Linked DNA regions of Mus musculus: all the other regions are linked to region 4. The links are chromatin contacts, called in public HiCAR-type and HiChIP or PLAC-seq maps. All regions are on one chromosome and are shown on one strand. The core of a region is the stretch at or near the end of the contact, and the rest is flanking DNA. Distances in the headings are between cores, read along the strand shown.

What was found. HiCAR-type assays count read pairs that join an accessible place to other places. HiChIP or PLAC-seq counts read pairs in DNA pulled down with a chosen protein or histone mark.
Region 1: a HiCAR-type map of astrocytes shows a contact between it and region 4, with 2.8 times the contacts expected there. The contact joins the promoter of Rfc5 here to the promoter of Fbxw8 in region 4. A contact is called at or near these places in 1 of 39 promoter capture datasets (liver) and 1 of 115 datasets of contacts at active chromatin or transcription factors (astrocytes).
Region 2: a contact with region 4 is called in an H3K4me3 HiChIP or PLAC-seq map of embryonic stem cells, with 6 times the contacts expected there. The contact joins the enhancer-like site here to the promoter of Fbxw8 in region 4. A contact is called at or near these places in 3 of 39 promoter capture datasets (cranial neural crest, neutrophils and second pharyngeal arch cranial neural crest), 1 of 484 Hi-C or Micro-C datasets (bone marrow-derived macrophages), 3 of 115 datasets of contacts at active chromatin or transcription factors (bone marrow-derived macrophages, embryonic stem cells and stem cell-derived neural progenitor cells) and 4 of 9 other capture datasets (adipose tissue, embryonic stem cells, liver and 1 more).
Region 3: a contact with region 4 is called in an H3K4me3 HiChIP or PLAC-seq map of embryonic basal ganglia, with 3 times the contacts expected there. The contact joins the enhancer-like site here to the promoter of Fbxw8 in region 4. A contact is called at or near these places in 4 of 39 promoter capture datasets (the 3T3-L1 cell line, cranial neural crest, frontonasal cranial neural crest and 1 more) and 4 of 115 datasets of contacts at active chromatin or transcription factors (bone marrow-derived macrophages, embryonic basal ganglia, embryonic midbrain and 1 more).

Annotation. Positions count from the first base shown.
Region 1 is chr5:117,387,001-117,392,074 of GRCm38.p6, forward strand. It overlaps Rfc5 (replication factor C (activator 1) 5), which reads right to left and starts at 2,023. Exons shown (of 11, transcript NM_028128.1): 1 at 1,917-2,023; 2 at 869-933. The coding sequence starts at 1,978. It overlaps Gm15728 (predicted gene 15728), which reads left to right and starts at 2,122. Exons shown (of 2, transcript NR_166496.1): 1 at 2,122-2,285; 2 at 3,154-4,460.
Region 2 is chr5:118,758,614-118,763,608 of GRCm38.p6, forward strand. Med13l (mediator complex subunit 13-like) reads left to right here. Exons shown (of 31, transcript NM_172424.4): 29 at 489-650; 30 at 2,673-2,785; 31 at 4,088-4,995. The coding sequence ends at 4,220. Among named protein-coding and RNA genes, the nearest start is that of Gm42015, 82 kb to the right of the region's middle. Within about 2 kb of position 2,563, at least 17 of the 459 cell types and tissues checked have an H3K27ac peak or open chromatin away from gene starts, as enhancers often do. A contact at or near this core is called in embryonic stem cells, where this site is marked.
Region 3 is chr5:118,704,734-118,709,312 of GRCm38.p6, forward strand. The region is part of intron 4 of Med13l (mediator complex subunit 13-like); the gene reads left to right. Among named protein-coding and RNA genes, the nearest start is that of Gm42015, 140 kb to the right of the region's middle. Within about 2 kb of position 1,333, at least 22 of the 459 cell types and tissues checked have an H3K27ac peak or open chromatin away from gene starts, as enhancers often do. A contact at or near this core is called in embryonic basal ganglia, where this site is marked.
Region 4 is chr5:118,152,084-118,156,764 of GRCm38.p6, forward strand. Fbxw8 (F-box and WD-40 domain protein 8) reads right to left here and starts at 3,375. Exons shown (of 11, transcript NM_172721.2): 1 at 2,981-3,375. The coding sequence starts at 3,298.

The sequences.
Region 1 (5,074 bases), core at 773-3,272, 770 kb before region 4:
ACCACAGTTTGTCTGTCTGTCTATCTGTCTTCCACACTAGCTATCTTGGGAGGGTCTATTAAGTTGAGAGCAGAAGTTCTCAACCTGTCTCGACACTTTTAGGAGCTACATATCGCACACATACCCTGCCTATCAGACATTTATTTACATTATAATTTGTAACAGTACCAAATTCCATTTATTAAGTAGCAATGAAATAATTTTATGGTGGGGGGGGGTGGTCACCACAACATGGGGAACTGTATTAAAAGGGCCACATCTTTAGGAAGGTTGAGAGCCACTGGTTTAGAGGCACAGCCTCATTGGAGGAGTCAGGTCACCAAACTCGTGCCTTTGAGGGTCATACTGCTTGCTCCCCCACCCCTTTAGCTCTCTACTTCCTGTCCACTTTGGAGCAGAGTGCTCCCACTGCCACGAAGTTGTGCTCACCAAGGGTCTAGAGTCAACAGAGCCAAGCACTGTGAACCAAAACCTCTTCAAAATCAACCATCCCTCTTCTGTGTTGTCTTCTTGGGACATGGGGGGATTGGGAAGGTGCCTCAGTTAAGCCGGGTGCTCTTGCAGAGGATCTGGGTTTGGTTCCTAGCACCTACATAGCAGCTCACAACTGCCTACAGGATCCAGGGTCCTCTTCTGGCCTCTGGAGGAGCCAGGCACACAAGGTGCACACACTTTCATGTGTAAACAAAACACCTAAACAGTAAAACCAAACAGATCTTGAGACAGTTTGGTACACTATGGAGAAGGCGACACATGGCCGGTTCTATAAAGGCTCAGAGCATCCTCTAAGGGTCACCCAGCAGAGACATCGTCATCACGAAATGGACCCAACCCTCCACAAGGACAGCAGCAACAGACAGATACTTACTGGTACTCAGAATGTCCTGGTGAGAAATGAGATCGGCCAGGGTCTGTGGCCGGTACTTCTCAACCCTGAAATAGGATTCACCGTTAAGTTACAATCTATATACTCAAGCCATGTTCTGTTACATGCAAAGAAGCCCCTTCACATCCTAAGCAGCAGAGGAAGAGAAACCCTTCGCGTCTGAACAGAGCACTGGCTCTCACAACCAGGAGTTGTTCTGTCCCCCCAGGGGACATCGGTCAGGCCAGTTATCTGTATTAACTGTGCAATGGGTGTTAGCAGCATCTGTTGAGTAGGAGTCAGGAGGTTGCTAACATCCTCCAGTGGGCAGGACAGCTCCCCCTTGCCCCTCACCAACAGCGCTGAGACTGCGCAAACGGAACTCATACTCAAATACCTATAAGCAAGAGAACGGGCAATCCACTTATGATGTGGCTTTCAAGAGGGAATCGAGTGCTGAACCATGCTACAGAACAGAAAACCCTTGAGTTCGAGAAGCCAGACTCAAAAGGCCACACGGTCTGTGACTCCAGTCCTGAGAATTTAAATACCGTGTGGCCTGAGACAAGTCTTCCTCCTCAGGATAGACCAGAAGAAAAGAAAATGAAAGCATGGCTAGGCTTGCTTCATTTAAAACACCGCTAAGGTGCTGTAGGGCCATTCAGAATGCAGGCGCTGGGGCCCTGGGTGGAAGATCAGGTCCCTGCAAGTTGTCCTCTGACCTCCACCAGGGTGCGCTGCTACGGTCCCTCCCCCGCAAATAAAGAGGGGATAGAGTGCAAGCGCTGAATTCGGACACGAGTTCGAATCCAACCAAGCCTACCCACTCCTCCGTCCTCGGAACCTTTCTAAAGAAACCCAGGATCAATTTATTAGGGTCATCGGAGCGCAGAGGCGATGCTCGAGGACCCCGAGGATGGCTAAGCTGAGCTCAGAGCCCGTTCAGGTATGGAAGCGGAGGAGCGGCTGCGGCGCCAAGGCCGGGAGCGGGGAAGGATCTGCAAAGCTCCTAGGAGGAAGAGCGGGAAGCGGGATGTGGGGCCGCTCCTACCAGGGCAGGTTCCGGGCCCGGGCCGCCGCGGGCCGCTGCTGCGAAGGCGCGGCCGCCGTCATGACTGACAGATGCTGCGGGTCCCTGCCACTGACCCGCCGCACTCGGAGTCCGCGCGCAAACCAACCCTCGCGAGGCTTCGCCTCCGGCTTCCGGCTTCCGTCCCCCGGCCCGCCTCCTCCCCGTTGCTAAGGTGCTGGTTGCTAGGTAACCCTAGGCGCCGGCCTGCAGCGGAGTTACCGCCTGAGTCGGCTGTCTCAGCCTCCTCGCACGAGGTCCAGGGTGACCGCGCGCTGAAGCCAGAGCCACCGCGGGCCTCACCAGGGCCCGATCCTGTCAGTGCAGGGGCAAGCCGCAAGGAGCAGCAAGGTGTGTGGTCAGTGCAACCTCGGTTCCATAACCAGCAACACACACACAGAGACACACGTACATATACAGGTATGCACACAGTTACAAATATACATATACATACATCCCCATTCACATACATATAAACAGATATACGCCTGCACTCACATACACATACAGATACATACACACAAGTATACACAAATACACAGTTAATACGCATACATACATACATACATGCATACATATATACTCACATATACATGTATATCACACACATATATATACACACAGAACATACACATTCAATCATATATACACATAAATACAGTTACATATATACACATACATGCATACATATATTCATATAAATACATACAAACATTTGTGTTTTATACACACAAATGCATTTTCTCCTACAGTAAGAGGATTACAGACCAATTTTATTTATTTATTTGTTTGTTTGTTTATTTATTTATTTGATTAGTTTTGAGACAGGGTTTCTCTCTGTATCTTTGGCTATCCTGAAGCTCACTCTGTAGGCCAGGTTAGCCTCAAACCCAGAGATCCACCTGCCTCTACCTCCCAAGTGCAGGGATTAATTAAATGTGAGCTTCACCGTTTGCCTGGTGACCAATTTTATTTTCATCTTTAGCTTTTACTTTGAGCCAGGTATGCCTTTAATTCGAGTACTTGGGAGGCAGAAGCAGATGGATCTCTGTGAGTTCAAGGTCTACAGAGTGGCCTCTAGGACAGCTAGGGCTACATAGTGAGACCCTGTCTTAAAAACTCGAAAGAAAACTAACTTTAATTAATTTGTGTGTGCCTCGCTGCACATGTGGAGGCCATGTGCATCAATTTTCAAGAGTTGGTCTTCTTTCTTATGCAGACGTCCTGGGAATCGAACTTAGCTGTCAAGCTTGGCCGTTTGAATCGCAAGATCATCCTTGACTGCATATCCAGCTCATGGCCAGCCTGGTGGTGTACTTAACTACCTTTGGAGTCAAGCAGCTGCCATCTGGGGGAGTTCAGCTGTGTCCACTTACAAAAGAATTACCTTAGCTGGACTTTTTGACCGTTTACATCCCCTCACGGAAGACCCTCACCTGAGTATCCACTGGCTCCCTATAATTTATTGTGTGCAACTCTGCCTTAATTGCACATGGCTTGCCTGGAGGGCAGGGGTGGGGGGAGGAGACTAGAGTACTCAGATTAAGAAAGACTAGGAGAGAGGTCTTTATCTAAGCAGCTATGGGAAAACCCTTACCCTGTTGGCCAAATCTTTTTTTTTTTTTTTTTCTCTAGGCTGGCCTCGAACTCAGAGATCTGCCTGCCTCTGCCTCCCAAGTGCTGGGATCAAAGGCGTGTGCCACCACTGCCCAGCTGCTGTCCACTGGCCAAATCTTTTCTGGTACCATCCCATCTCTGGAGGAAGGAGAACCCACTCTCCTGTAGGTACTCCTCACCTATGCTCTGTAAGGAAGCCCAATAAATTCATTGGTTCCCCCAAATGAAGTATGGCAGTAGACTCATGCCCCGGTTTGTCACTGGAATCTTAGGTGGAGGGGTAGACATCATTTATGCCCCCTCCCATGGAATGCTATCAGCACACAAGGGATTTTTATCAACACTGCAATAAAGGAGACCCTGTCTCAATCAAAACAGAACACATCACAGAAGAAGGAGATCAGATGGCACTCCAAGGATGACAGTACCCCGCCTCTCTGCTTCCTCTGTAGGCCAACTTGAGTGAATACTGGTTCTTTAGATCACTAACATGCCATGCTCCTGACTTGGCTCAGGGGTGATTTTGATGATAACTTCTCTCTGTGGCAAGCACAGGATACAGTGCCACAGTGCACTACACTGATAACAGGGATGGCTGTGAGGGATCAACACAGCCACATAGCTAACACATTGGGGACATGCCACACTCCCTCCCTCCTGCCACTCTCTGCTCACCTTTTCTTTCTCTCATATATATATATTTTTTCCATCTCAAACAAAACTTTGGGCTGGAGAGATGGCTCAGAGCATAAGAGCACTGTCTGCTGTTCCAGAGGCCCTGAGTTCAATTCCCAGCAACCACATGGTGGCTCACAACCATCTGGAATAGGAGCTGGTGCCCCCTTCTGACATGTAGGTATACATGCAGGCGGAACACTGTACACATAATAAATAAATCTTTTTAAAAAAGAAAGAAAGGGTTGGTGTGGTGGTTTCCATGAGAGTGGCCCCCACAGGCTCATCTACTTGAATACTTTGTCCCCAGTTGGTAGAACTGTTTGAAAAGGATTAGGAGGCTTGGCTGTCTTGGTTACTTTTCTATTGCTAAGAAGAAAAACCATGCCAAGTCAACTAGCATAAGAAAGCATTTAGCCATTTAGTGGGGTTGGGGATTTAGCTCAATGGTAGAGCGCTTGCCTAGCAAGCACAAGGCCCTGGGTTCAGTCCTCAGGTCTGGAAAAAAAAAAAGAAAGAAAGCATTTAGCTTGATTACAGTTGCAGAGGGTGACTCCATGGCTGTCACAGTTGGGAGCAAGGCAGCGGGCAGACACAACACTGGAGCAGCAGCTGAGACTTTGCATTTGAGACACCAACCATAAGTGGGGGTTGGGGAGAGCAAACGACCTGGAAATGGATTCTGGGAGCTTTTGCAATCTCAAAGACCATGTCTGTAAGACTCCACTGAACCTTAGCCACCAGGGACCCTAACCACGTGGAGCCAGGGATCGATGCAAAAGCAAGAGGAGTTTATTGTTCCATCCTGCACCCGAAGGAGAGGTGGTACCCCCAGGCAGCCTGTTTGG
Region 2 (4,995 bases), core at 1,313-3,812, 610 kb after region 4:
GCAGAGAGGCACAGAAGACTCCGAGAGGCACACGACACTCACTCACAGCACACTCACTCAGCACTCCCACACAGCGAGCACACAGGGTGGCAGGAGCATTGCTCCCTGCAGACTCTGAGCTGTGGTGCTCAGTTCTAATCCAGGGAAGGTGATGATGGAGAGCAGGTGCACTCTAGGGGTCCTAGATGCCCCTGAGGATGCTGGGGTCTTCCATCTCAGCATGCAGTGACACACAGCTCCAGAGCGGGTGCCTTGTGCTTCTGGGATCACTGTATCCATTTTTCCAAAACCTTTGTCTGGTCGATAGTGTTTGTCAGATGCCTGACTTCACTGCAGAGACCTGTGTATTCCAGGTCACATTGCTTAGTCCCCAAGGGCTTTGGTGGGAGGTACTGCAGGCAGGGGACTGTCACTAGTGTGCATAGTCAAGATGAAAGCTGCTGTTAGTGCCTGGTGATGCTCATTGTGCTTTGGGCCTTGTTTTTCAGAGCCAGGGAGAGCGGCTTCTGTCTCGGGAGGCTCCAGAGGAACTCAAGCAGCAGCCCCTGGCCCTTGGGTATTTTGTGTCCACTGCCAAAGCGGAGAACCTCCCGCAGTGGTTTTGGTCATCGTGCCCCCAGGCCCGGAACCAGTGCCCACTCTTCCTGAAGGTTGGTAGATGCACGCTGGGGTTTAAGACAAGTCTCTGGCATGTGTTTTCATTTGGTTGGAGCTAGAAATCTCCTCTTCGCTGACCCAGGCTCTTTGTGCTCCTGTGTCACTTGTCACTTAAAGTCTGAGGAGGTTTTAGTTACAGAAGAGTGGACTTCAGAAAAGGGACCCCGACTTGCTGTCAAGAAGTGAGTTCACACAACCTGACTCTCCTAGTCGGTACTGATGACTGCCAGGAAGCCACAGCACAGTCCTACCTGGCTGCATACTGGAGCCGTCCTCCATAGAGCAGAGCCAGGGCCATTCAAACCTTTCACATCTGTGCGTTTTCCTCCTTGTATGGCTTTTATTGATTGTGCCCTTAAAACAAGGCCCACACGTGCAGAGTGTAAAGGAGCCTCAGAGGGCATCCATTTCTCATTTTTGGCAGAAAGAGAGAGAGGTTTGAGAGTATACCATGGTGGGAGCCATGGGGAGAGGACTCTTATAAGGGAGTCAACTGAGTGATGACAGCCCTGAGCTCCCCCTGTGGCACAGCATACCCACCTCCAGCCATTGGATGCTGGCAGATGTGAGAAATGATGTAGGTACTTATCATGCCCATGCCTGGCTGTGAAGGTGGCTGAGGTGGGAGGTCATATGACTTGTGAGCTGAAACAAGGCTGAAGGGCACAGCAACCCTGCCACAGAGTAAGCCAGCCCAGTGACGGGAGCAAGAGATGAGGGGAAGCGGCATGCCGTGCTGTGAGTAAGGGCCAGCTGAGCCAGCTCTGCAGCACTGGTGTCGTCTCAGTGGGCAGAGCTGTGAGCCACTCTTGTGTGGCATGGAGGGGACATGGAGTAACCTGTGGGAAATACTCCAGTGTAGGAGGGACACCTAGTCAGTCAGCAGAGCAGGGAGAGTCCCCAGGACTGTTAGGGTCGTATCCAAACAGGAGGTGACAAACAGGCGGTAGTGTGTCACTCTACTCAGAGATACCAGGCACAGGCGGGCACGGAACGCTGTGATGGAGCGCCTTGCTCACCTGACAGCTGAGCATGAAGGAAATGGCCGTTTCCTTCGTGGAGGTTAGTCTCTGTCTGTATTGGGACAGCAGACAGTCAGCGCCTCTGTGTCCTCTGATTATGTGCCCACCTTGTGGAATGCGCCTGCCTGCCTGTCCTCGAGGTCCTCTGCCTGCCCACCCTGGAGGTGCACCTGCAATTAAATCTCCAGATCAGACAGTAGGGATTGTGAGGGGTCTGAAGGGTAGAGGGGTTGAGAAGCCCCACAGTATGAAGAGCCACATCTAGACTGCAGAGCCTCGACACCCCTCACGGCAGCTTAGCCCATAGCTGGAGGACGGAAGAGAAAGTTTTGAGAACATCAGAGAGACTTGACTATATAGCCCATTAGCTGATACAAAGGAATCACATTCAGTGTGCGCGCGCGATACAGTTCTTAAAGGTTCTCATCTGTAAGCATTACTTCCTAAATTTACAAGAGAAATGATAGAGTATTTGGTTTGTTTTAAAATATTTCAAAGGTAAAATACTGAAAAGAAAGTGACAAATAGTGGCCACTGTCCCAGCTTTGGTGGCAGGGCATACAGCACTACATAGGAACTGCTGTTTCATGTGCTCGACTGTTGTGTTAGAAGCAAGGTATGCTGGTGAGATGGCCCAGTCAGTCAGAGAGCCCCCAAGCCCCGGCCGGGTGCGTCTGGTGGCAGGGATCAGTGCGCCAGGCTGTCTTCTGACCTCACGTGTGTGCTGTTGAGTGCACACACACCAGTCAGCTTGTTTTCTCAAGAAGCAAAATGAAGTCGGTTAGACCAGAAAGAGAGGCCCCTGAAACTAGTGTTGAGCTTACCTCTAGGACAGTAGTGTGTCCCAGGAGATGACTCAGCAGTTGGGACTCAGGCACACAGCAGCCTGCCTCTGCATGACTGAGGAGCCGGAGCCTGGGCTGGGGCCGCGCTCATTCTCCACTGTGCTGCTCTGCACCTGGAAAGAAACAAAGTTCTCGGGTCTTTCCCCAGGCTTCCCTGCATCACCACATCTCTGTAGCGCAGACCGATGAGCTCCTTCCTGCCAGGACCTCTCAGCGGGCTCCACACCCTCTGGACTCCAAGACCACATCTGACGTTCTAAGGTAGCTCTGACTGAGTGGGAAAGTGGCGCTCCTTCCTCCTTGCCCCTGAGGAGTGCAGGACAGGGTGGTGCTCAGAGACACTGCTGCTTGTGCAGAGCAGCAGAGTCCACTTCTCCCCACGGTGCAGGGACACACAGTGTGTGCACTCAGTTCACCACACAGGAGGTGCAGGGACACTTCATTTCCTATTCCAAAGAGGTGATGCAGGTGTCAGCCCTGGGCAGAAGAACAAAGGTTAGGGAGCAGAGCCTGGGAGTGGCTCTGCATGGAAAACTCAGTTTGACCTTCTCTGCCACAGATAAGTATGTTCGATTGACTAGAGCACTAATTCTTTGTTATGGAATGCACCTCAGATGCACGGACTCTGTTTCACTGTTTTCATCAGGGCATAAAATTTAATGGTGCATGCCTGTAATCCCAGAACTTGAAAGAGAAGGCTAAAGAACCAGGAGTTGAAAGTCATCCTTACTTACTTACTGAGTTCAAGCCCAGAGTCCAGCCTGAGCTCCGGAGACACTGTGTGGATGTGCATGTGTGTGCATGTGGATGCACGTGCCAGATGCCAGCCAGTCTCTTCCTGTCTCTCACCGTGCTCCTGAGATTGGCCTGTGTCCACCTCCTCTCCCCTTCCCTCCTCCTGCTATTGGATTATAGTGTGCACTGTTGCTCACTGCTTTACACGGGTTCTGGGGCACACACTCAGCCTTTCTGTCACTAGCTGAGATATTGCCCCAGACCCAAGACTGGATCTTCAAAACAACAAGCAGACAGAAGCTATCCTGTGCCTTGAGAGCTGAGCCTTTCTGGGTGCTCTCTGATGTACTGTGGTTTGGAAATGGGCGATGGACAGGTGCCTCACTAGCAACTTGGCCCCCAGGGTCTCTGATGGAACAGAGAGCAAGGGTCTTGTGCAAGTTAAGTACAACCATGCACACCTAGGATACCCATGCACACCCAGGCAGACAACTAAGGCTGTGGTCAAAAGTATCAGGCTAACCTGCCATAGAGAGCAAGGCCCTGTCCATCCCTGTTGATTTTTTTCCAGTGACCACATCAGAATAACATGGAGAAACTTGGAAAGCCGAGTGTCAGTAAAGTATTACATTCTGAACAATTCAATATGATCAGTATATTCTCATTTTGGCATCTAGCCAACATGAAACAGTTTTCATTCAGTGGCTTCCTGATCCTGGAGGCCCTGAGGTGGCCATGCTGGTGTGCAGGGACGCAGGGTGGGCCACGTGGGCCCCACACACCCCAAGCCTGTGGCCCAGAAGCTGACCTCTGTGCTCTCCCTGGCAGGTTTGTGCTGGAGCAGTACAACGCCCTATCCTGGCTCACGTGCAATCCAGCCACCCAGGACCGCACTTCCTGCCTTCCCGTCCACTTCGTGGTGCTCACGCAGCTGTACAATGCCATCATGAACATGCTCTAACCGGGAAGGGAAGCGCTTGCCCTCTGCCTCAGCTCCTCCTGCAGCCTTGGCCAGGGAGCCTGCTCCACTCTGCAAATGCCCGGCCTTTTTTAGAGCACTCCCTATACCCCGCACTGTGACGCCTTCTGAGCAGGCTCATGCTCCTCCTGCAGTGTTCATTGCCACAGTGACTTCTTGACGTGTCTCACGAGGACCTGGAAATTTCCATAAGCAGTGACTTGAGCCAATGTGTGATATGTGCAGCCTGCAGTCCCCGGGAAGTGGCGGCTGTTGGTGGCTGAAGAGGCAAGGAGAAGAGACACCGTCCTTTTGCACAAGAGCCTGCTCTCAGCCTCTGTTTAGTACCAGGCTGTCCAGCCCTCTGAATGCAATCCTCTAGCCAATGGTGGATGCCTGGGGGTCTCCCATACTTCATAACCTGGGATGTGTCACAACTAAGAGCCAGCTCCAGGACAGGATCTAGTGCTGGGGCCTCTGCCTCCCCCGCCTGTCAGGAGGGTTTTAGTTGATGGCACACCTGTGTAGACACAGGAGGTCTGGGGACAGCTGCATTCTGTTTATTTATTTTTCATTTTGTTGTAAGTTTTTTTGCGACTTTGTTTTTTCTAATCTTGAGGACCAGGTACAGTAGCTGAAGCCCACTGAGACCCACCGTAGGATTCTCTGAGTACATACCTCTGTCCTAGAAGCCAAGAAAGGAGTGAGAAGAAGCGGGGAGGCCACCTAGTGGTAGACTCGGTCAGACAGTCTGTGGCTGCAGCCTGTGTAGGTTGCA
Region 3 (4,579 bases), core at 83-2,582, 550 kb after region 4:
TGAATGAGAGTATTTGCTCTCACAAGCAATGACATGTATGTTATAGCATATCCTATTATGAAAAGATAAACCTGTATACAAACGGACCTCTGAGCAGTTTAAAATCATTCATTCATTCATTCATTCATTCATTCATTCATTCATTGTGTGTGAACCTGCTTACATGGCACAGCTTATGTGTGGAGGTCAGAGGACAGCTTGCAAGAGTTGTCTCCCACACATAGGTCCCAGCGTAGGTAGGCTTGGCAGCTGTGTTGTCTTTATCCCAGCCATCTCACTGACCCACTGTGGGTGAGTTGTCAGGGACTGCTCCCAGGGCTGCACAGACACTACACATCCCTCTTCTACTACTGAACTGTCTAGTCCAACTTCCAGCAGTGCTGTGCTCTGCAAGACTGCCTCACAGTGAGCTCAGAGCAGTACGTTTCCCTCTTGGGGATTCGCTGTCTGAGGGAGTCCCCGTGCAGGAGCTCCTTATATCTCAGTTAACCCACACAGGGGCTTGTTGGTTTATCCGTTGTCGTGCATTGCACTCCTTAGAGATTTGCGTGGGAGCCTTGTAGTGATGATGTGCAGGGATTCTTCCACACTTGGTCCGTCTAAATCTTACATAGCATTTGACAGCGTCTTCTAAAGGGAGAACCAGGAAGAAGAGAGAATAAACCCATGTTAACCACACACACTTTGTCAGTCACCAGGAAGCCACACGCTGTGTGACTGGAGGTTTGTTATGACGACTTCATATCTAGGATGAGGTCATGGTTCCCATCATGAAATTGGGTTCACTTGTTTGATCTTGTTAGCGGTGTCTGGTTTTATTGAGCTTTGAAACAGGAACCTATTTCCTTGATCCAGTCTTGATCTGGGCGGATTAGTGAGGAGGGCCTGACATGAGGACTCTTCCATGAGTATAGTGTTGACCAGATTCTCCCATTGTCATGCTCCACATGTCCAGAGAAGTAGCCTCTCTGTGACAGCTCATCTTGTCGGCTTTGGATTCGCTTTGCAGTCACTCTCTCTGGTGGGCAGAGCTGATGGGCACTGTGGGCTTTCATGTATAGACTCTTCAGAGAAATTTACTTGCTTAAATTAAAAAACAAAAAGAGCACCACTTACTCATGGACCACTAAAAACAAAGTATTTTAGCTTTGAAATTTCTGACCCTGAATCAGGCATTGGTAACTCAAGATGTAGCCACCACAATATGAAGTCGTCTACTCTCGTTCTGGTGGAGATCCAGGTGCAAAGCAGAAAGCTGCCTCCTTTGTAGCTCCTCACAGGGAGACGCGGCGTTCACAAGAGCATTGTGGTTCTGAGCTCAGTGCAGGACTTGGCAAGTTTATCTAGGCAAAATAGTCTGAAATGTGTGCATCTGTTTTGCATGCAGTGGTAAGGCTCTTCAGACTACCCATGAATATCATGTGGAATTAACCCCACTAAATAGACTTTAGAGTTGTTCAAGTAAAAGGACACAGCCTTATGGCAGAGTGCCAAACACATGCCACTTTGAATCAAATCTCTGCCTTTCTGCGCTCCTCCTCTCCCTGTCTGCATGTCAGCTCATCCTGTCAGGGTGGGATGGGAGAGACGGGTCTACAAACACGAGCATCAAGCCAGGACAATAGTTTTGTTCCTGGATAAGTATTTTACTCAAGGCCAGGATGAATGCTTGCACACATGTATACCTCATGAGAAGACAGGGGAAGGGTGTGCTGTTGGCCCACGTTGAGTTAGCTTGTTTTAATTAAGGAGACAAAGACATAGACATTGTATGCTAACATGGCTTAGTGCATACTCTGGTTTTGTGTGAGACTACTCTGTAATGCATTTCTTCTTCTATTAGCAAATGTGATTAATGTGGCACACAGTGTTAACTGTGCTCTCTCCCCAAAGACATCAGATGGGAGGCAGCATGTAGAAGCTGAATCATTTGGAGAGGCTCGGTGATTGATTTAAACATAAAAGGATTAATTGGTCCCTGAACCAGACTATTAAACCGTACTGTGATCTTGACTGAAAGTGGGAGAATTACAAATGCATTGCATAGAATAAATTAATACATGTCATGGCTTTAACCCTTTCCCTCTGATTGCTTTTTGTGGTTTTATGGACTATACTCTGTTGTGTGCTTGGTGGTGCAGAGGGGACTAGGTGTGGTCCTGATGGAATAGGATATGGGGCGGAGCGAGCATCAGGGTCCAAGGAATCTGGGGCAATGCTCACAGACTGGATTTTCTAGCAACTTCCACCTGTGAAGAGTCTGAGCATCGATGCCAATTGTTACTGAACAGGGATCTAAAGTTCTCAGTCTGTGGGACATTGATAAAGAGGAACTGGGTTAATGGAGCCCTTCTCCCCTGGGCAGCTGCATGGAAGGCTGAGCTCCTGAGGATACATGCTGTAAGAATACCAGAGCCAGAGAAAACTCTTTTTCTCTTGAGCCAGGCGTGTGCTGCTCTCTGAGGAACGGTACTCATTTGTCCTTTGCAGGGAGAGGAAGTGTGTCCACTCACATTGTTTATGTTGAGGTTCTTGTGTGGCCCGCTGTTACAGAGTAGTCTGGGTGGCAGAACAAGTAAGTAGTTGGTTCAGGGGCATTTGTGACCCATGCCGTGTGTGAGTTTTCCAATAACATGACTCCCACATTTCAGAGTGGAGTCTTTTTTTTTTTTTCCCCGAGACTTGCATGCACACATAGGTGTGGGGGATCACTTGCTTGAGGTTTTTTAAGACATTGTGCTGTAGAAATCTCAGTGGTTATCTTTGTCCATTTCTGACTATGGCAGCATCACATCATGTGCAGCTTTAAATGGCATGCCACGTGGCTACTTGTTGAGGTCACCCATTGATCCCCTTTGCTGTGCTTTCAGCTGTTACTGAGTCGGGATAGAGTGGCCTTCTCTCCTGCTCTGAGCAGTTCCTTCCTGATGGCTTGCTCACTGGAGTGATGGAATTTGGGTACTGCCAGTTGCTTGGTAGAAAGCCAGAGAGCCTTTGTGACATCTAGTCTTTAGAAAAGAGCCAACTCGCACCACAGACTTAGTGTTCTCAGCACGGTGAAGGGAGATGACAATCAGGAGGGCATGTCTGAACTCAGTGTAAAGGGGATGGAGGATTCTTTCATTTACTGCTTCATTACTGTTAGCAGAGTTGGTCCGTGCCATTGCTAAGTAGAATAATGATGTTTATTCAGGTGAGTTGACTTCAACATTGTCTATGATTATAAACTTTAATTGCTCTCAATGTTTTTGAATTATTAATCTTAGTAAATTTTACTTAATAGAAAATCTTTAAAGACAGATATCTGAATGGATGAGTCTGACTTGCCTTAAAGTTTAGTAAATTTCAGATGGAGTTGTGCACACAGGGATGGAGAAGTCACCTTCTACAATGACAAGGAAAACGAAAGGGAATCTCACTAGCTTCTTTCTTCTCTCTGCCCATGGCTGGGTGCTGTTGGACCACAAGGAACACAGCTGAGTTCTTCCTCATGCTCTCCCTCCTGAGAAGAGCCCAAGGGAGGGGCTCTCCTTGCTCTACAGGGCTCATGTTTCTCACCTGGCTTCCGATGTGGCTCTGACTTACTGCTGGTGTCCTGCCCTGCCCTCATTCCTGAATTTCATATTTCTGTCTTACTGCCTCTTTCAGATGTGCCTCACCTGGGCTCTGCTCGCCAGTGCTGCCCCCTAGTGGTACTTCCTCTTCCTCGGACTGCTCTGCCTGTCCCTTGTGTCACTGTGCACAGTGCTGTTGAGAAGAGAGCCATGCAGAGGATGGCAGTCCTCAGTTGAAGTCGGCCCCATGCCTTTGTTTACGGTTCACAGGCTGAGTGTGTGCTCTGCTCAGCACACTCCGTAGCCTCTCCTGCCTGCTGCTTTATAAGATGAACACTCTTAAGCATTCTCTTCCCCACACATTCAACGTGGCTCTGGATTCTGGCCTCTGCCCAGTCCGCCTGCCTCCCTCTTTGCTCTCTTGCTGCTGCTCCCTTCGCTCTGAACTCTTGAGCATGTCATCTTGTTTGACTTTGACCGCATAACCCGCCCTCGGCCTCCACTGCACATGTGTGCTGATTTTCTGAATGACTTTACACGGACTCTTTCTTCCTCCTTGGCCTGCAGCTTCTGTGGTCCAGGACCCTGGGTTTTTGGCAGTGTAGGCCCCAGAGCAGTGCCCGTGCGCAGGCACTCAGGCTGCATACTGGTGCGATGAACTAGAGGTTGCCTAAGCTGCAGGAAATCTTTGGTTAGAACTTTAAAAAAACAAAACACTTTGCAGGATAGCACTCTCAAATTTAAATGTTCATAATTGTAAGGATTCTGTCCCCCTTTTGTAGCAACTAGATACTGAGTGTGAGAGTGTGTGTGAGTGTGTATGTGTAAATAAGCACTGCCATTTACTGGAACATAGATTCTTTGTAGGTGCAGTGCGCCCAAGGCATTGCCTGTTTCCTGCTTGTTCCTTTACTTCAGTGCCGATGTCTCCTTTGTCCTGAATAACTGTCTTTCAGGCAGTCCCAACATTCTCATTCATTCTTTCTCTCTGTCTACCTGCCTGTCTGTCTGTTGAATTTTCCCAC
Region 4 (4,681 bases), core at 2,125-4,624:
GAGACACAGAACAAAGCTCCTGATGAACCAGCCAAGGCCCCAACACTTGCTCAGCTGACCTCCAACCCCCAGGCACTGTGCGGCCCAGTTACTGCCAATGGTATGCGAAGATTTTTAATAGAAGTTACTGCCATGTCTTAGGCTGAAGATACAAGATGAGTTTCCTGTCCTTTAAAAGCCAAGCTACTTCTTCCTATTCAGCTACCAGGATGGGCTGAAAATGGCCACGGGCGAGGGTTGTTGGGAATGATGAAGATATTGTCTATGAAGCACTGGACAACCAGCACCAAGCTAGCACTGTGATCACAGCACTCGAGAGGTGGAGCTGTGAAAATAAAAAGCTGCAGGCCAGGCAGGGATGGGGAGATGGCTCAGTCAGTCAAGCACTTGCATTACAAGTGGAAGGACCTCAGTTTAGACCCCCAGGACCCATGTAAAAAGCCAAGCATGGAGACATATGCCTGGGATGCCAGAGAAGGTGAGGAGAGGGAAGAAACAGATCTCTGCAAGTTCAAGGGACTGCTAGCTTGGGCTTGATGACAAAGCTGCAGGCCAAATAAAATGTGGAGGTGTTTGAGGGTAAACATCTGGGGCTGTCCTCTGATCTCCACATGCAGGCTGAGCACAAAGACATCTGCAGGATCTCTCTCTCTCTCTCTCTCTCTCACACACACACACACACACATACAGAGAGAGAGAGAGAGAGGGAGGGGGAGGGAGGGGGAGAAAGAGAGAAGGAGAGAGGGAGGGGGGAGGGGAGAGGGAGAGGGAGAGGGAGAGGGAGAGGGAGAGAGAAATGAGAGTCTGATGCCCGTTTAAGCTACACAGCAACACCCTGATGGTTAAGGTCCCAAGTTCTATTCCTAACACTCATGTAAGATGGCTCAACCGCTGTAACTCCAGTTACTTGAGCACATAATGATCTACTGCTTCTCAATCTGTACAGCAGTTGGCTGTTGCTCAAAACAAACCTGAACAGTGCCTAATGTGGTGCTTCTGACTGGGCAGAGGAGCCTACTCTCATTCAACCCTGGGACAGGACACAGGGAAGGCTTTTGCCAAATCCATATGAAACTTGAGATTCTGGTATGGCCTGGATCGTCCCCCCAGATCCCTCCACTTTAGGACACTTTATTTCTGATATGGGGTGCTGCCTGAGTGTGAGGCATGGGAACTCTCATGTATAGGATTTAGGGTCTATCTTAATCAAGGCTTTTAATTGCTGTGATGAACACCATGACCCTAAACAAGTGGGGGTGGGGGGTGGGGAGGACAGAGTTTATTTGGCTTAGACTTCCACATCATCGTCCATCATTGCAGAAAGCCAGGATAGGAACCTGGGGGCAGGAGCTGCTGCAGAGGCCACGGAGAGGTGCTGCTTCCTTATGGAGCCCAGGACCAGTAGGCCACAGGTGTTTCCTCCCACGGTGAACTATTCCCTCCCCCACCAATCCCTAGTTAAGAAAACGCCCTACAGGTTTGCCTATAGATCAAGCCTATGGAGGCACTTCCTCAGTTGAGGCCCCCTCCTCTCCAGTAACTCAAGCTTGTGTCAAGCTGACGTAAAAACTAGCCAGCACAGGGGCCAACAGCGGCTACACAGCTGACAATATATAAACCCTGACAGGTTCTCAGCAGCAGAGGTGGAGCTACTTCCCTGGGCTGCTGGTTAGCAGGTCTGAGAGGACTCAGGAACCTACACAACACCAAGGCGGGGGGGGGGGGGGGGGGGGGGCACGGGACGGGACGGGACTGGACTCAAGCTTCAGTTGGTGAAGCTAAAACACAGGAATCCAAATTCAATCCCCAGATTTTCTCAGTTGGGTAATCCTGAGAAAACTGCAAACAAAACAAACAACAAACAAACAAAAACATATGTAAAAGGAAATAGTTAAATAGTTATCTACCTCATATATGGCCATCTTAGAATCAAGGCAGAGCACCTGACACTTGTTTAAAAGAAAGATGGCCTTAAAACTCAAAATAGAAGCTACTGGTGTCATTTAAATAAAACTTTCCATTGCATAAAATTAACCATTTTTTAAAAATTACGTGTCTGCAGGGAGAGTAATTGTGTGTGCAAGTGCCCATGGAAGCCAGACCCATTAAATATCCTAAACTACAGTTACAAGAGGTCGTAAGCCACCTGGCACGGGTACTAGAAACCCAACTCCTGAAAAGCCTGTTGCGCTCTTAGCTACTGAGCCATCTCTCCAGCCCTTTCCCATCATTTCTCTAAACAACTTTCACTTACAGACAAGTATCCCCCCCACTGGGCTGTAGAAATTTTCTTTGAACCTGGTTTGAGTGAAACCATTAAAGCCTTCTCTTCTGACCTAACTCTTAACCTGGGAGCCATGGATCTTGTCAGGAGGGGTCTTGATTTGATTCTCCCGACTTGGTCAATGAGGCCGGAGAAAGAGGTTCCTGATTCTCCGAGGGACACATGCCCTCCAAAGGCTAAGAGCCTCCTAAAAATACTGACCAAAGGTTTCTTCTTCGCCGTAGTCCTTTCGTTTCTTCTGATTTATGGTTTATTTTTTTAATTTAGATAACACGTTACGTTAGGAAAATAAAAAAATACAGAGAAAAAAAAAAGAACATTAATTCCGTCCTCTGCTTTTTCTTGACCTTCCTCTCCGAAGTCAACCTTTCTTCCATGGTTTGGGACGTTTCTAGAATAGTATTTCTCCAACTCACACGTAGTCCTTTATGGGCGGATTCTTTTTAGCCGGGGGGGGGGGGGGGGGAAGGGTGTCCTGGATGTTTGCGAACATTCCTCAACCTTCTTACAAACCCAAGAATGCGCACACACCTACTGTCAACACCTCAAGATGTTTACAGGCAAAGCTGCTGAAGGAGAACCACTCGTTCCAGGGACATCTGGGTGTTCAGGGTTCCCGCTGTGCCCGCGTCCGCGACTTTCCCCACCATAGATGGTGGGCCCACAGGGAGAGACATCTTGTCCCCGGCCACTCACCAAGTCGCGGATGAGCTGATCCACCAGCGGCTCGGGCTCCGTGGCGTCGCGGTCTGGGGGTGAGCGCGATCGGCTGGACGTATCCTTCCTGTCGCCTCCCCGGCCAGGCCTGGGCGCCGGGGGTCGGCCCGCGCCCTCCAGCAGCCCCTGCGCCAGCCCCAGGTAGCCCGAGGCCGGCTCGCCTCGCGCTCCCGCCTCGGGCCTTCGCGGCGACCGCCGCTCCCCAGCCTCGAGCCGCCGCCGTCGCCTCAGCGCCTGTGACTGCGCCAACTCCTCCTGCCAGTGCCGGCGGAACTCCTCCAGGTTGTGGTCGTCCATGCTTGACGCGCCCAGGCCGACGCGGCACCCAGGGGCTGCCAGAATGGGGACGGACTGTCCATCCGCCGGAAGTGTCCGTAGTCGGCCTGGAGACTTCCGGGAGCGCGTCTTGTAGGTTCCGGGCAGCCACGCCCCTCTGCTTCGACATCCCTTGTTTTTGGCACCTTTGTACCAAGCAAGCCATGCTTTAAATGGCTGCTATATACATATTGCAAAAGGTCGCGTTTTTTAATGTAGCGGTTTTTATTGCATTTATTTATTTATTTAGTGCGTGCGTGTGTGTGTGTGTGTGTGTGTGTGTAGGTCACAGAACAAATTGGAGGATTCAGTTCTTGCCTTCCACCAAGTGGGTCTCAGGGATCGAACTCTCAAGTCACCAGGCTTCGCAGCAAGCATTCTTTTCTGCGGAGCCAGCCCAACCTGATGTTACCCTTCAGATCTACACACACCACACCCAATTAACCATCTCTGCCTTCTTAAAACTAACATTCCAATAAAACAGAGGTAAAGATTTTTTTGGGGGGGGGGGGGGTTCGAGACAGGGTTTCTCTGTGTAGCCCTGGCTGTCCTGGAACTCACTCTGTAGACCAGGCTGGCCTCGAACTCAGAAATCCGCCCACCTCTGCCTCCCAGTAAAGATCTTTTTAATGTGAATGTCTGAATCCGCAGGAAAGGTTATATAGAAAAATAAGAAATCGGGTCAGATAACAAAGTGATGGACAGAGGGAGGAGCCAATTAGTGGCCACCATGAAGCCAGGCGTGGTGGCGCACGCCTTTAATCCCAGCACTCGGGAGGCAGAGGCAGGTGGATTTCTGAGTTCGAGGCCAGCCTGGTCTATGGAGTGAGTTCCAGGACAGCCAGGGCTACACAGAGAAACGCTGTCTCGAAAAACAAAAACAAAACAAAACAAAACAAAAACAAAAACAAAAACAAAAACAAAAAAAGAGCTGTCATGAAGACCTCTCTGAGGAAATGCCATTTAAGCTACTAGCTGATAAACAGGGGGTGGGGAGGGGGGCGGGGAAACAGCTATGGAAAATCAGCAGAGATTTCCAGGACTACAGGTCCAAAGTCGGTACCGTAGGAAAGGATCTGTGAAGGAATGTTCTGGAAGGAACCCCCACCTCCCGTTGAGTCTTCCACAAGGCTGCTTAGCTCATCAGAACTGCAGCCACTGTGGGAAGGTTGGAATGTTGCAAGTCTAGAGTGTAATAATGGTTTGTCTTGGGCTATCATTAGCGCCCCCTATTAATCATTCTGTTCCTGCCTCTGTGTCAAACCTAGCTCCCCTGTGACTGTCAGTCAAACCTAGCCCCCCTGTGACTGTCAAACCTAGCCCCCTTGTGACTGTCAGGAGAAACCGTTTGCTATATTAGCCTCA